2 separate regions of the Pan troglodytes genome follow, and region 1 is linked to region 2. The links are chromatin contacts, called in public capture Hi-C maps. All regions are on one chromosome and are shown on one strand. The core of a region is the stretch at or near the end of the contact, and the rest is flanking DNA. Distances in the headings are between cores, read along the strand shown. Region 1 has its middle 40 kb from the start of VPS8. Region 2 overlaps CLCN2 (chloride voltage-gated channel 2).

Region 1 (6,120 bases), core at 644-3,143, 420 kb before region 2:
GAGTTTTTTTCCTCCTCCCTTCTGCCCCTTCTAGAATAGTCAAAGGCCATCTTGGGTGAGGAAATGGCTAGAGAAAGGCACCCTTCTTCCAGTCATTCAGTAAACATTTATTGAACAGCTACTAGGTGCCAGTCTCAACACCAGGTGCTGAGGATACAGTAGACAGCAAGAGACATGGCCCCGCCTTCCTGTGCGGGAAGGTCTTCCACCCCATCCCACTTCTGAGTGGCTAACAATGGCCACGGGACGCTCATAGCACAACTCCCACTGGGGCGCAGCCCAAGCAGGGGTGGGAAAGTGTGTGGGGCTCATCTATGTCCTCTGGAGGTTCCCCTGGTCCCCAATTCTTGGCCTGGTTTCTCAGAAGACTGCATTCCTACTAAGGATTTAGGGGATGTGATTTAAGCAGCAGCCCTTTGATGGTGGGGGTGGGAATGTTGCATTTTCAGAGGCAACTCTTAAAGAACAGAAAGCTTTCCTGCCAGGATGGCTCTGGAATGACAGCAGAATGTCAAGCAGCTTAAGAAAATTGAGGGGATTTTTTTTTTTTTCTGGAAGGGCATAAGTGGTCAGACATGACGGCTCATGCCTGTAATCCCAGCACTTTGGGAGGCCAAGACGGGTGAATTGCTTGAGGCCAGGAGTTTGAGACCAGCCTGGTCAACATAGCAAGACCCTGTCTCTACAAAAAAAAAAAAGAATAGAAAAAATAATAATACTAATCAGACTTGGTAGTACACACCTGTAGTCCTAGCCCCTTGGGAGCCGAGGCAGGAGGATCACTTTGAGGAGTTTGAGGCTGCAGTGGGCCGTGATCAGAAAGCCGGGGACGTGCAGTGTCCTTTTGGCTCCCAAATCATTCAGATCCTGTTTTTCTATTTTGCTTCCTCCTTTTTTTTTTTTTTTTTTTTTTTTTTTTTGAGATGGACTCTCGCTCTGTCGCCCAGGCTGGAGTGCAGTGGCGCCATCTTGCCTCACAGCAACCTCCGCCTCCCGGGTTCAAGCCATTCTCCTGCCTCAGCCTTCCGAGTAGCTGGGCCTACAGGCGCCTGCCACCATGCCCAGCTAATTTTTGTATTTTTAGTAGAGACAGTGTTTCACCGTGTTGGCCAGGGTGGTCTCGAACTCCCGACCTCGAGTGATCTGCCCATGTCCGCCTCCCCAAGTGCTGGGATTACAGGCCTGAGCCACTGCGCCTGGCCTTCATTTCCTCTTAGCTGAGGTCCCTCCGGTCTGCAGATCTTCCTCCTGGCGGCCTCCACTCTTTTCCCTTTCCTGTTCCGTGTCTACCTTTCGTCGGGGAGAGAGTGGAGCACCGCACGGAAGAGGTGCCATGAGGACAGGGGCCGCGTCTGCTTCCCCAGCTCCTGGATCCCCGCCTGGCACACAGTGGGCCTTCAAGATGGATTCGTTGCCCGAAGGAAGTCAAGAAACCAGGCTAGCGTTCCATTTCTCCTCTCCCTTCAAGGCCTGTGCAGGGAAGGCCTGGCTGCTGCCATGAAGGGGAAGAGAGCCCGGGACAGTGACTCGCCAAAGGGCCCCGGCCAAGGCCCAGCGCAGCAGGAAGGCCGGCCGCATCCTGTCGGAGCCGCACCTCTGGCTTTCGGCCGTGACACTGGGACCCAGGGAAGCCCTGGGATCTCGCCGGGGACCCTCCGACATGAGCCCTGTTCCATATGCCTGAAGAGCGGGGTCAGGAGGGAAGGAAGTGCCCAGACACAGGGAGACAGAGCATTAAAATTCCAGCGGCAGTTCCACGGGCAGGAGCTCACGGTTCCTAACTGACCGTAAACCCTTTCTCCTGACAGCTCTTGGAATCCATCACTCCAGCCTCTCCCCGAGCAGCTGACACATCGCAGCAACGCTTCTCCAGGAGTCAGGGTCTGCTGACTCCGGCAGGGACGGGAAGGCAAGCGAGCGCGAGCAGCTGAAATGGCCCCTGTCTCCCCTGACTTCAGGGCCGAGGGCAGGCGGGCCGGGGAGGCCCATGGAAAGGGCTGTCAAGTGTAGCGCGATTCCCAGCCACAGCCCGAGAAGGTGGTTTGCTAACTGTCTGCCTCTGGGTGGAATTCTATTAACCTAGTGGGGGAAACTCGTTTTCTCCCCACTGAAAGCTCTGAATGGTGTGTCACATATGTCTTTTATTAATAAAAAAAAAAAAGAGAGAGAGAGAAAATAGAGTCATTATTACTGCATAATTGCAGTTCATTTGGTAGGCCAGATCTTTCAAACCCGGGTGCTGGGGGTGCAGTGGAGGGGGGGGGGGTGATAATAAAAGGGACCTTGATATGAACCGCTTGGGAACCACCTGTGTAGGAGGCAGTTCGGGAGCGACTCTCAAAAGGTGCAGTGGCTTGCAAGATTCAGAGCTGGCGTGGGCAGGGACACCCCTCTCAGAGCTGACAGAGTGCACCGCAGCCCTGGCGCCAGCTCGGGGAATCAGGTGACCTTAAGCAAGGCCCTACCCTCCCAGAGTTTCTTTCTTTCTTTCCTTCCTTCCTTCCTTTCTTTCTTCCTTTCTCTCTCTTTCTCTCTTTCTTTCTTTTTCTTTTCTTTTCCTTCCTTCCTTCCTTTCTCTCTCTCTCCCCCTCCCTCCTTCCTTCTTTTCTCTTCTCTTCTTTCTTTCCCTTCCTTCCTTCCTTTCTTTTTTTTCTTTCTTCTTAAAGTTAAGGTGTATAGACTTAACTGCCCTATAGTTATGTTTCTTTTCTCTTTCTTTCTTTTTTTTTTTTTTTTTTTTTGAGACAAAGTCTCACTCTGTCACCCAGGCTGGAGTGCAATGGCACCATCTCAGCTCACTGCAACCTCTGCCTCCCGGGTTCAAGCAATTCTCCTGCCTCAGCCTCCCAAGTAGCTGAGATTACAGGTGTGCACCACCACACCCAGCTAATTTTTGTATTTTTAGTAGAGACGGGGTTTCACCATGTTGGCCAGGCTGGTCTTGAACTTCTGACTTCAAGTGGTCTGCCCGCCTCAGCCCCACAGAGTGCTGGGATTACAGGCGTGAGCCACCGCGCCCGGCTAGGAAGGCTACTATTTAAGATGCTAACCTATCTCAGCTCTAGGACTTGGAAAAGAACTTTAAAGGAGCGATCTTGTGCTCCTGGGAGTCAGCAGAGTGGTGGCAAATATCAGAGGGAAAACCCCCTCTTTGTTTCCACACAGAAGTGGCGTTCTGGAGGCCAAGTTCAGGCCACATTGTCAGCCACCCCTCCCAGCTACAGTTTCTCCTTCTAGTATTCTTTTGAGTCAAAACTTTGGAACATTTCTGTGTTTCTTTTCATGAAGAAGATATTTTACTTATAATACCTGTAAGAAAATAGAGCCAAGATTAAACATAGAGAACCTCCCTCTTCGAACATGAGGGAGAATCCCTAGAAAATGGGCTAGGACTCATGGATGGGACCTTCATGACTTATTCTGTGGATGACAGATCCTATTACTGGTCCGTCTGCCAGCACCACCAGGGGCAGCCACGCCAGCCGGAGAGTCACACAAGATGGGGTCTGTTTCCTGGCTCAGCAAGGGAGAAATGTACATCCCTCACCTCTGGGCCTCTAATGAATTCTGATTCAAGCTGAACAGGCCTAGGAATCGATAGTTTTAATCATTTCAAAAACTGGCCCCACTCTGGGTAAAATTACAATGCGTAAGAAGCTCAATGGAGCTTAAAGGCCACAACCTCATCATCATTTCATTAGACTCACATTTCAGCAAGATAGAAAGAAACATTCTTACACACCGCCCCCTCCCACAGCTCCCCTGTCCTCCCCAGTCCTGTGTAGTCATGCTGGAGGACAGCGATGGTTTACAGCAGCCATCAGCCACCACAGCCACCAGCCCCCTCCCAGCGTGCGCTCCGCCCCGGAGGAAGCTCAGCGCAGTCGCTGGAGACCTCCGTGCAAATCAGTGCCTATGCCTCCCAAGACAAGTTTGCAGTCCTGGGAAGTTTAGGAAAAACAACCCTGCTGTCAGTGTGGCTTCTCACAGCTGGAGGGGTCAAGTTATCAACACAGTATAAACCCAGGCCAGCAGAACCTTGTCCCACCCAGGGCCCCAGACGCCCTCTGGGAAGCAAAGAGTTTGAAAATGTCTTAAGCTTTTCCAGTTTGTTTATTTTCCAATGTTTAATGATATTGTCCATGCAAGGAACAGAACCCCAGCTCCTGCTAACAATTAAAGAGGTTTTCTAATTTAGGAGAGAATGTGATTTTTTCAAAAAGAGAGAAAACTTGCACAGGAAGTCAAGCAAATACTCCACATTGAGAACACACATGCAGAAAAGCCTAGCGTCGAGAAGACCCTGACTGCCTGGTGAACATACGGAATGAAAACTGTTCAGGGCGGCTGACCCAACGAGGAGGCAACATCGGAGGAGGCTGGCAGACGTCTGCTGGACCTCGCTGCACCGCTGCCACCACCAGACTGTTTCATGACTGTGGCTTGTATCTGTGACCCCAGACCTCACCATCCATAGGTCCGGATGGGCTCCCATCGGTGAAATGACCAGAATTCACTGTGCTTGTTTCTGTCTGCTGTAGGCTTACTCTGACGTGGAGGACCCCTTGGGAGTGCCCCGCATGTGTTCGTGAACAGGACTGTCAGCGAGAGTCCCTCTCCCCACGCGACTCTGCGCTGATGTCGTGCTGCCACAGTCACTCCAGGGTCACCTCGTTTGCTGGCCTGCCCTGTGGGAACGCTGCCACCCATACCCAGGGCGTTGCCTTTTGAAGCCCCCAAAACTGCAGTGCCTGAGGCTCCAGAACAGGGCTGTTGGCCTCATGCCCTCAGCACACAGGAGCCTCCCTGTGTCCTGGGGTGTCCTCTCCACTCTGTCATATGCTGTCACCTGGACACCCAAGAGGACTGACCTCCCTGAGTCTTGCAGGGTAGTGAGGTGGGATGGGGGTGAGGTATGTTTCTCTCTACTTCCCTTTCCTTCCATCCACTGCCAGTAGACATTTGTGCCCCACACTTTTCCAAACCCAGCAGACTAGGAAACGGTTGAGGCTAAAATTAGGATCCCTACTCCGTGTCCTCAGACCAGTGGTTCCCCACCTTGGCTGCGTATTAGAATCACCTAGGGAACTTTAAAAAAACTCTATTTCCTAGGCCATACCTCGAACCATGAAATCAAAATCTTTGGGCATCAGTAATTTTTAAGTCTCCCTGGGCAATTTCAACGTGCAGCCAAGGTTGAGAACCACTGCCTTAGAGGAAGGAAAGGAAGGAGGCAAGGAAGGGAGGAAGTAGGGGTGGTGGGAGGGAGGACAAGGCCAAAACTGGAAGCCCTTTCCCTGTGATGGAAGAAAACTGACGTGAGCCAGACCTGGTGCCACACCCCGGGACACACACCGAGAAAACCCAGTGAATCTTCTGCCAAGCCTGCCGGTGACTCGGGGTGCTGTTGTCAGTATCTTTTTTCAGCTGAGTCAACACATCGGGAGAGCCGAAGAAGACAAACACAGGGCGACTCGCCGCTGATGACTTTCCACTTCATACCTGGTGGCATCCGAGATGCCCAAAGGGAGGAGGCCTTGTCAGTGGCGACAGCGGAGACAGACAGAACCCTACACTTGATGGGATGTCGGGAGAGCGTCCAGTCTAGCCCTGTGTAGATTTCTGAACTACCCAAGACTGCTGGCCATCTGTCCCAAGAACACGTGTGACCAGGAACCAGCCTCTGTTAGCTAGGAACACAGAGTCTGTTCATTCATTCATTCGTTCACTCACGCATTCGCGTAATCACAGCTCAGCATGGCAGAGCCGTGAGTAGGGGCCCTCAGATACCACATGCAGCTCGGCGCTTCCCAAGCTTTGTTTTTAGTTGAGGAATGCTGGGTTTAAGTGAAACCGTATGGAGGCATAAACAAATACAAGAGAGCCGCTCCAGCTAAAGCAGGGGAGAGGGCCCTGCGCCCGGCCCACTTGCCTCCCTTCCACTAAGGGGGCTTCACCAGATTCTCCTGTTTCAAGGAGAAATAGAGTTTGGAAACCTCTCATTTTATAAACGAGGACACTGAGGCACAAAGCAGGGTGGTTGGTGCCTTGCCTAAAGTCATACAGATTTCATGTAACAAATTGTGCTGGCTAGGTATGGGAGGATGCAGAGCTCACAGC
Region 2 (6,541 bases), core at 1,574-4,073:
CTGACCCTCTCTCTTCCTAGTGCCCCCTGCCCTCCCCCTCCACTGCCTCTTTCTCTTCCCACCCCCCTCCCTGAAGGAGCAGCATTTGGGCGTCTGGTGGGTGAAAGCATGGCTGCCTGGTTCCCAGATGGAATTCATACGGACAGCAGCACCTACCGGATTGTGCCTGGGGGCTACGCTGTGGTCGGTGAGTGCCTCAGGTCCCATCGGCCTTGGAAGACCCCCTCACCCACGCCCCAGCCACAGGGTCTGAGACTCTGGTGCCCCCTGCTGGCAGAAACCAGGCTTCCCTCAGATGCACAGGTCCAATCCCAGGACTGTATTGGGCAGCCCTGAGGGACCCACTCAGGACCTGCCCTGGTTGTGGAGGGTCTTCTGGGACCTGGGCACCCTGAGGAGACTGAGTGTGACTGTCCCCAGGGGCAGCTGCGCTGGCAGGAGCGGTGACACACACAGTGTCCACGGCTGTGATCGTGTTCGAGCTCACAGGCCAGATTGCCCACATCCTGCCTGTCATGATCGCCGTCATCCTGGCCAACGCTGTCGCCCAGAGTCTGCAGCCCTCCCTCTATGACAGCATCATTCGAATCAAGAAACTGCCCTACCTGCCTGAGCTCGGCTGGGGCCGCCACCAGTACGGAGGGCTGGGTGCCAAGGGGGCTGTGGGTGAAGGGCAGAGGGCATCCTAGATCCCCCTACAGCCACCTCTAGCAAGGTCCTGGAGCCTGTGAAGCTGGGAGATGAGCCACCTTCGTCCACACTCCGGAGGGGCTGTAGCTGGCCCCTGCTGTTCAGAAAGAAGGGTGGGAGCACCCCTTGGTCCTTAGCTCCCGTCCCCATGGATGGGCTCTGGAGCCCTCCTTGTGGCCCTGGGATGGCAATGCTCTGGGCGCCTCTCCCCATGCTGACCACAAACCAAGCGCCTCTCTCGGCCCCCAGGCAGTACCGGGTGCGTGTGGAGGACATCATGGTGCGGGATGTTCCCCATGTGGCCCTCAGCTGCACCTTCCGGGACCTGCGTTTGGCACTGCACAGGACCAAGGGCCGAATGCTGGCCCTAGTGGAGTCCCCTGGTGAGGCCAGGAGGGGTCCCAGGTGCTAGGGGCATCGCCCAGGGTCGAAGCTTCGGGAAGGGGCAGGGAGCTCAGGACCAGTCTCCTTGGTTCCAAAGGGAATGGGCCAGCACTTGCCAGGTGGGGGCTTCCCTCTGGTGTGTGGCCTGCATGCAAGGCCCCCCACTCTGAGTGTGAGAGAAGGACGGGGCTGGAGGGCTCCCTCTCAGCTCCTGAGTCCTTCCACCTGTTCTGTCCAGAGTCCATGATTCTGCTGGGCTCCATCGAGCGTTCACAGGTGGTGGCATTGTTGGGGGCCCAGCTGAGCCCAGCCCGCCGGCGGCAGCACATGCAGGAGCGCAGAGCCACCCAGACCTCTCCACTATCTGATCAGGAGGGTCCCCCTAGCCCTGAGGCTTCTGTCTGCTTCCAGGTGAGGGGAAAAGCCACAAACGCTTCCTAAATGTCATTGTGTAGACTGATTGGGAGGGTGGTCTGGGGCCGTGGCCTCACCAGCCCCTTCCTGCCTATGCAGGTGAACACAGAAGACTCAGCCTTCCCAGCAGCCCGGGGGGAGACCCACAAGCCCCTAAAGCCTGCACTCAAGAGGGGGCCCAGTGTCACCAGGAACCTCGGAGAGAGTCCCACAGGTAAGCCCATGTCTCCTGTGTCCACAGAGCCTCAGCCAAGCTACTGAGATCCATTAGAGTCCCTGCCCAGCCCTGTTGCTGGGGTACATCCCAGCTGGAAGAGGCTGCCCACATGGGCCAGGGCTGGAACTGGGATACCTCTCCCCGTGTCTTCCTTACCTTTCCTGGTCCTCTCCCCAAAAGATGACATTGCCCCCTGGGGCCTTATGTTTGGGAACACAGGGAGCGCAGAGTCGGCAGGCATCGCCCTCCGGAGCCTCTTCTGTAGCAGTCCACCCCCTGAGGCTGCTTCGGAGGTGAGTGGCTGGAGCCTGTCCTCCTAGCTTGCTTTTTCCCCAGCTCCCTCTCCAATGCTGAGACCACGTCATTAACCCTGCAGTGCCTGCCTCTATTCTCCCTGCCCTTCGGCCCTCCCTGCTGTCAGCTCAGGTCCTGTGGCGTGCCCTTTCCCCTGGGCTCCACCACTTCCCCTCACCTCCCCTCTCCCTATAACCTCAACTCCTCATCTTTCTGGTTTGGCTCTAACAAAACTGAAGAAGTTGGAATCCTGTGAGAAGCGCAAGCTGAAGCGGGTCCGAATCTCCCTGGCAGTAAGTATGCCTGCTCTTCTAGCATCTCGGCGGCACCGGGCAGGGAGGGCAGGGTCTAGGCTGGATAAACTCCAGAGCCCCTAGCTGCCAGCCTCCCTCCCTCTCTACTAGAGTGACGCGGACCTGGAAGGCGAGATGAGCCCTGAAGAGGTAAGGTGCCACTGGACTCTGGACCCTGTTTCTTCCTGGTTGTGTTCAGTCATCATGTTGGCTGCTGTCCCCATGGGAGGGACCACGGGGTTGGAAAAAGGGCAGGCCAGCTTTCAGGGAGGTGAGATCAGCTACAGGCACCTTCTCCCTAAACCTCATAGTCTCTTCCCCTCAGATTCTGGAGTGGGAGGAGCAGCAACTAGATGAACCTGTCAACTTCAGTGACTGCAAAATTGATCCTGCTCCCTTCCAGCTGGTGGAGCGGACCTCTTTGCACAAGGTAGGGCCAGCAGCCTGGCCCAGGGCTGGTCTGGGCTCTCAGGACACAGTGGGGATCTTGGTCCCCCTACAAGTTTGGACTCAGGCCAGTGGGGAAGGAGGGAGGAGAAGGGAGTTGGCTCAGTGCTGAGATGTTTTTTAGACATATTGCTTGGATGATGGGAGGTGGGAGCAGCCTCCTCCTGCTCTGTGGTGGAGCCAGGCATCGTTTTTCCTCTGCTCAGCCTTGCCCTCGAGGGAACTCTGGACCAACAAAGCAACAAAGACAGGGATTGAGCTGGGTGGAAGCCAGAAGGCCAGGCCAGGGTCAGAGCTAGGCAGGAGGCCACCACAGCCCAACAAGGTTGATACGCCCATGCGGAAAAAAATGGGTGAGAAACAGGCAGGATAAGAAAATGCAATAAACAAGCTAACAAACATCCAAGTAGGGGTGGGGAGACTGCAGAGAAGAGATAAACAAAGATGAGAAACACCCAGTGGGGGGCTTGGAATGCCAGACCCCAGAAAGTCTGCCTTAATGTGGGCCGAAGGAAAACTGGTAGGGACGCAGGAAGATGGCTCAGCAGAACTGCAAAGCAGCCTGCAGAAATGGGGCGAGGAACTGAGTAGACTGCCTGGTGGTGGGTGAGGCAGACACCAGAGGAGGCCAGGAGCTCTCTGCTTCCAGGACTCCTAAGGGGGGCAGCCTGCATTGGTAAAATGGCTCCTGGGACCAGCAGAAGCCAAGGGGTGTTTTAGCTAAACTTTTGACAGGCATAATGTACAAGCCTTGAAGCGTTGGGGGGTTTGGGGGAGGGGATAAGCAGCAGGTAGATGTACCCAAAACCTGCAGCTTGGGCATTCAGCTTACACACAAGCTCTGCCTAAGAGCCAGTATAGCATGGACAAGTGGAGACTGAGGCAGGAAGCATAGGGGACAAAAGAGAAACAAAAAGGCAAAAATAAAGGAACTTAGAAGTCCTTGGATGAGTGGCAAACTGCAGTGCAGTTGCAAGAAAAAAGGTAATAGGCCTGAGAGGGCTTTTATCTAAAGCCCTTCTTCCCAAAACCTCTGAGGCCTTTCCACAATGATCTTACTCCTCAAACATCCATGATGATGATCATGCTGACATTTTTCGAGTGCTTGCTATGTGCGAGACACTGTGCTAAGCTCTTCAACTGTTTAATCATCACAAGCACACACTTAGATATTGCGATCCTCCAGTTTTTATAGATAAGAAAACTGAGATTCAGAGAGGTTGAGCAAGTTGCACAAGGACACACAGCTAATAAGTAGCAGAACTGGCGCAGTGGCTTACACCTGTAATCCCAGCACTTTGGGAGGCTGCAGCAGGTGGATCACTTGAGGTCAGCAGTTCGAGACCAGCCTGGCCAACATGGTGAAACTCCATCTCTACTAAAAATACAAAAAATTAGCCAGGCGTGGTGGCAGGCACCTGTAATCCCAGCTACATGGGAGGCTGAGGCAGGAGAATTGCTTGAACATGGGAGGTGGACGTTGCAGTGAGCCGAGATCATGACGCTGCACTCCAGCATGGGTGACAAAAGCGAAACTCCATCTCAAAAAAATAATAATAAGTAGCAGAACTGGGCCTGGAATCTAGGATGGTCTGACTCAAAAGCCTGTGGCTTTAACCATATTAATACACAGGGAAACTGAGGCATGCAGCGAGGAGGTCACGTGCCTGAGTCAGCACAGCAGAGTCAGGCCCAGAGCCCAGATTTCCTGGCCCTGCTCCCAGGATTCTTTCAGAAGGCCATGTTGTCCCTCTCCATGTCAGTTCACTGTTCCCAGGCCCAAGAAGTATGGGCCCTCCAATGGGTTCCATGATGTCTAATTAAATTAAATGAAAAAGAACAAAGTAGATATTTGTTACAAACTTAAAAATCAGAAGAAGAGAAGAAGTCTTTGAGGAACCAACTAACAAAAGTACAAAGAACTAGAAGTGATAAGAACATAAAAGATTAGAATTCAAAATGTCCTTACAGGCCTGAGGAATCAATAGGTAGTCGCCCAATTAAGTTCAGGAGGGGAACATTCAGATAAGAGAGAGAAAACACTGGAGACTACTTAGGAACCCGTGCAACTGGAGATCGCTGTGCCGGCTAATAAGTAATTCATTCAGAGGCCACCCACGGAGAAGCAATGGTAAAGGCCAGAGTGGCAGCCACAGCTAGGGCCAGACCAGCTGAACCCAAATCCTTACTCTGCCACATGCTGGCTTGCTGTGTACCTTGGTAAGTTTCTTAGCCTCTCTGTGCTTCACTTTCCCGATCTGTAAAATGGGGATCACACCTCACTGGGTTTTCTAAGAATTAAAGGACTTGAAACATGTGAAGCACTTACAATAGGGCCTAGCACACAGTAAATACTCAATATATGTTAGGAATTACTATTACTACTCCTACTACTTATACTGAGAGATGAATTTTAAAAGATAGCATATGCTGGGCATGGTGGTGCGCACCTGTAGTCCCAGCTACTCAGGAGGCTGAGGTGGGAGGACTGCATGAGCCCAGGAGTTCAAGTCCAACCTGGGCAACATAGTGAGACTGTCTTCTAACACAAAAATTTTATTTATTTATTTATTTTTAGACGGAGTCTCACTCTGTCACCAGACTGGAGTGCAATGGTGCGATCTTGGCTCACTGCAACCTCCACCTCCCAGGTTCAAGTGATTCTCCTGCCTCAGCCTCCCGAGTAGCCGGGATTACAGGAGCGTGCCACCACGTCTGACTAATTTTTTATATTTTTAGTAGAGACAGGGTTTTACCATGTTGGCCAGGCATGAGCCACTGCGCCCGGCCCAGAAAATTTTTTTAACTAAAAAACATTGTTTAAAAAAAATACTGTAATGAGAGAAGAGCTGAAGTGTGGAAGAAATGAATGTTTTCAGAAAAAGAAGAGTGATTATGTGAAGCTGCAGGCTGGAAGCTGGAGTACACAGTAGAATGTGAGGCTATAAAGACAGGCTGGGGTTGGCTTGGGAAGGGTCTCATGGGCCTTCTAGGGAGTCTGGGCTGTACTCAAGTTTGACAAAGGGCATAGGATAAGCAGGGCCAGACTGGAGGGAAGGGAGGCAGAAAGGAGAACCCACCAGGCTGTTGCAGCCCCAGTCTTAGTGAGGATAGTGAGGCTACAGTCAGTGATGGCCAGGAGGTTTAGGAAGTGAATTGGTAAGGCTTGGTGACTGTCAGGGGCAAGTGGTTTGCAAACCTGAAAGGCATATCGCCCGCCAGAAGCTCACCTGATTAGGATTGTGGAGAAAAAGAAAATTCAAGGGAACTATTTAATAGGCTCCTTGGGAGAAGATGAGAGGGGTTATTTGACCATAAGAAGACAAGGCTAAGGGATTAGTAACATAGGAAGCCTTATAATAAAAGCGTTTCCCTCTGAAGTCAGACAAGGAAATTAAAGCTAACTTGTAGCACGTAGGACTCCAGTTAGCCAGAAGGAATCGCTAACCACATGACAACTGTGTTATAGGTATTCAAGAAACACAGAAGAACTTTTTTTTTTTTTTTTTTTTTGAGACGACAGCGTCTCACTCTGTCACCCAGGCTGGAGTGCAGTGGCACGATCATGGCTCACTATAGCCTCTGCCTCCTGGGCTCAGGTGATCCTCACAACTCAGCGCCCCCAAGTAGCTGGGACTGCAGGCATGCACCACCATGTCTGGGTTTTTGTAGAGACAGGGTTTCGCATATTGCAGGCTAGTCTCAAACTCCTGGGCTCAAGCATTCTACCCGCCTTGGCCTCCCAGAGTGCTAGGATTACAGGCATGAGCCATCGCACCCAGAAGAGCTTATTCTAAAATTG

Evidence for each region. Capture Hi-C pulls out chosen DNA fragments and counts their contacts.
Region 1: a capture Hi-C map of stem cell-derived neural stem cells shows a contact between it and region 2, with 4 times the contacts expected there. The contact joins two enhancer-like sites. A contact is called at or near these places in 1 of 1 datasets of contacts at active chromatin or transcription factors (stem cell-derived excitatory neurons) and 1 of 1 other capture datasets (stem cell-derived neural stem cells).

Annotation. Positions count from the first base shown.
Region 1 is chr2:187,957,619-187,963,738 of NHGRI_mPanTro3-v2.0_pri, reverse strand. No RefSeq gene overlaps it. Among named protein-coding and RNA genes, the nearest start is that of VPS8, 40 kb to the left of the region's middle. Within about 2 kb of position 1,893, at least 2 of the 24 cell types and tissues checked have an H3K27ac peak or open chromatin away from gene starts, as enhancers often do. A contact at or near this core is called in stem cell-derived neural stem cells, where this site is marked.
Region 2 is chr2:187,533,318-187,539,858 of NHGRI_mPanTro3-v2.0_pri, reverse strand. CLCN2 (chloride voltage-gated channel 2) reads left to right here. Exons shown (of 24, transcript XM_016942411.3): 14 at 77-187; 15 at 421-634; 16 at 940-1,073; 17 at 1,313-1,485; 18 at 1,588-1,702; 19 at 1,925-1,998; 20 at 2,239-2,292; 21 at 2,404-2,442; 22 at 2,618-2,722. Among named protein-coding and RNA genes, the nearest start is that of POLR2H, 10 kb to the left of the region's middle. Within about 2 kb of position 2,823, at least 5 of the 24 cell types and tissues checked have an H3K27ac peak or open chromatin away from gene starts, as enhancers often do. A contact at or near this core is called in stem cell-derived neural stem cells, where this site is marked.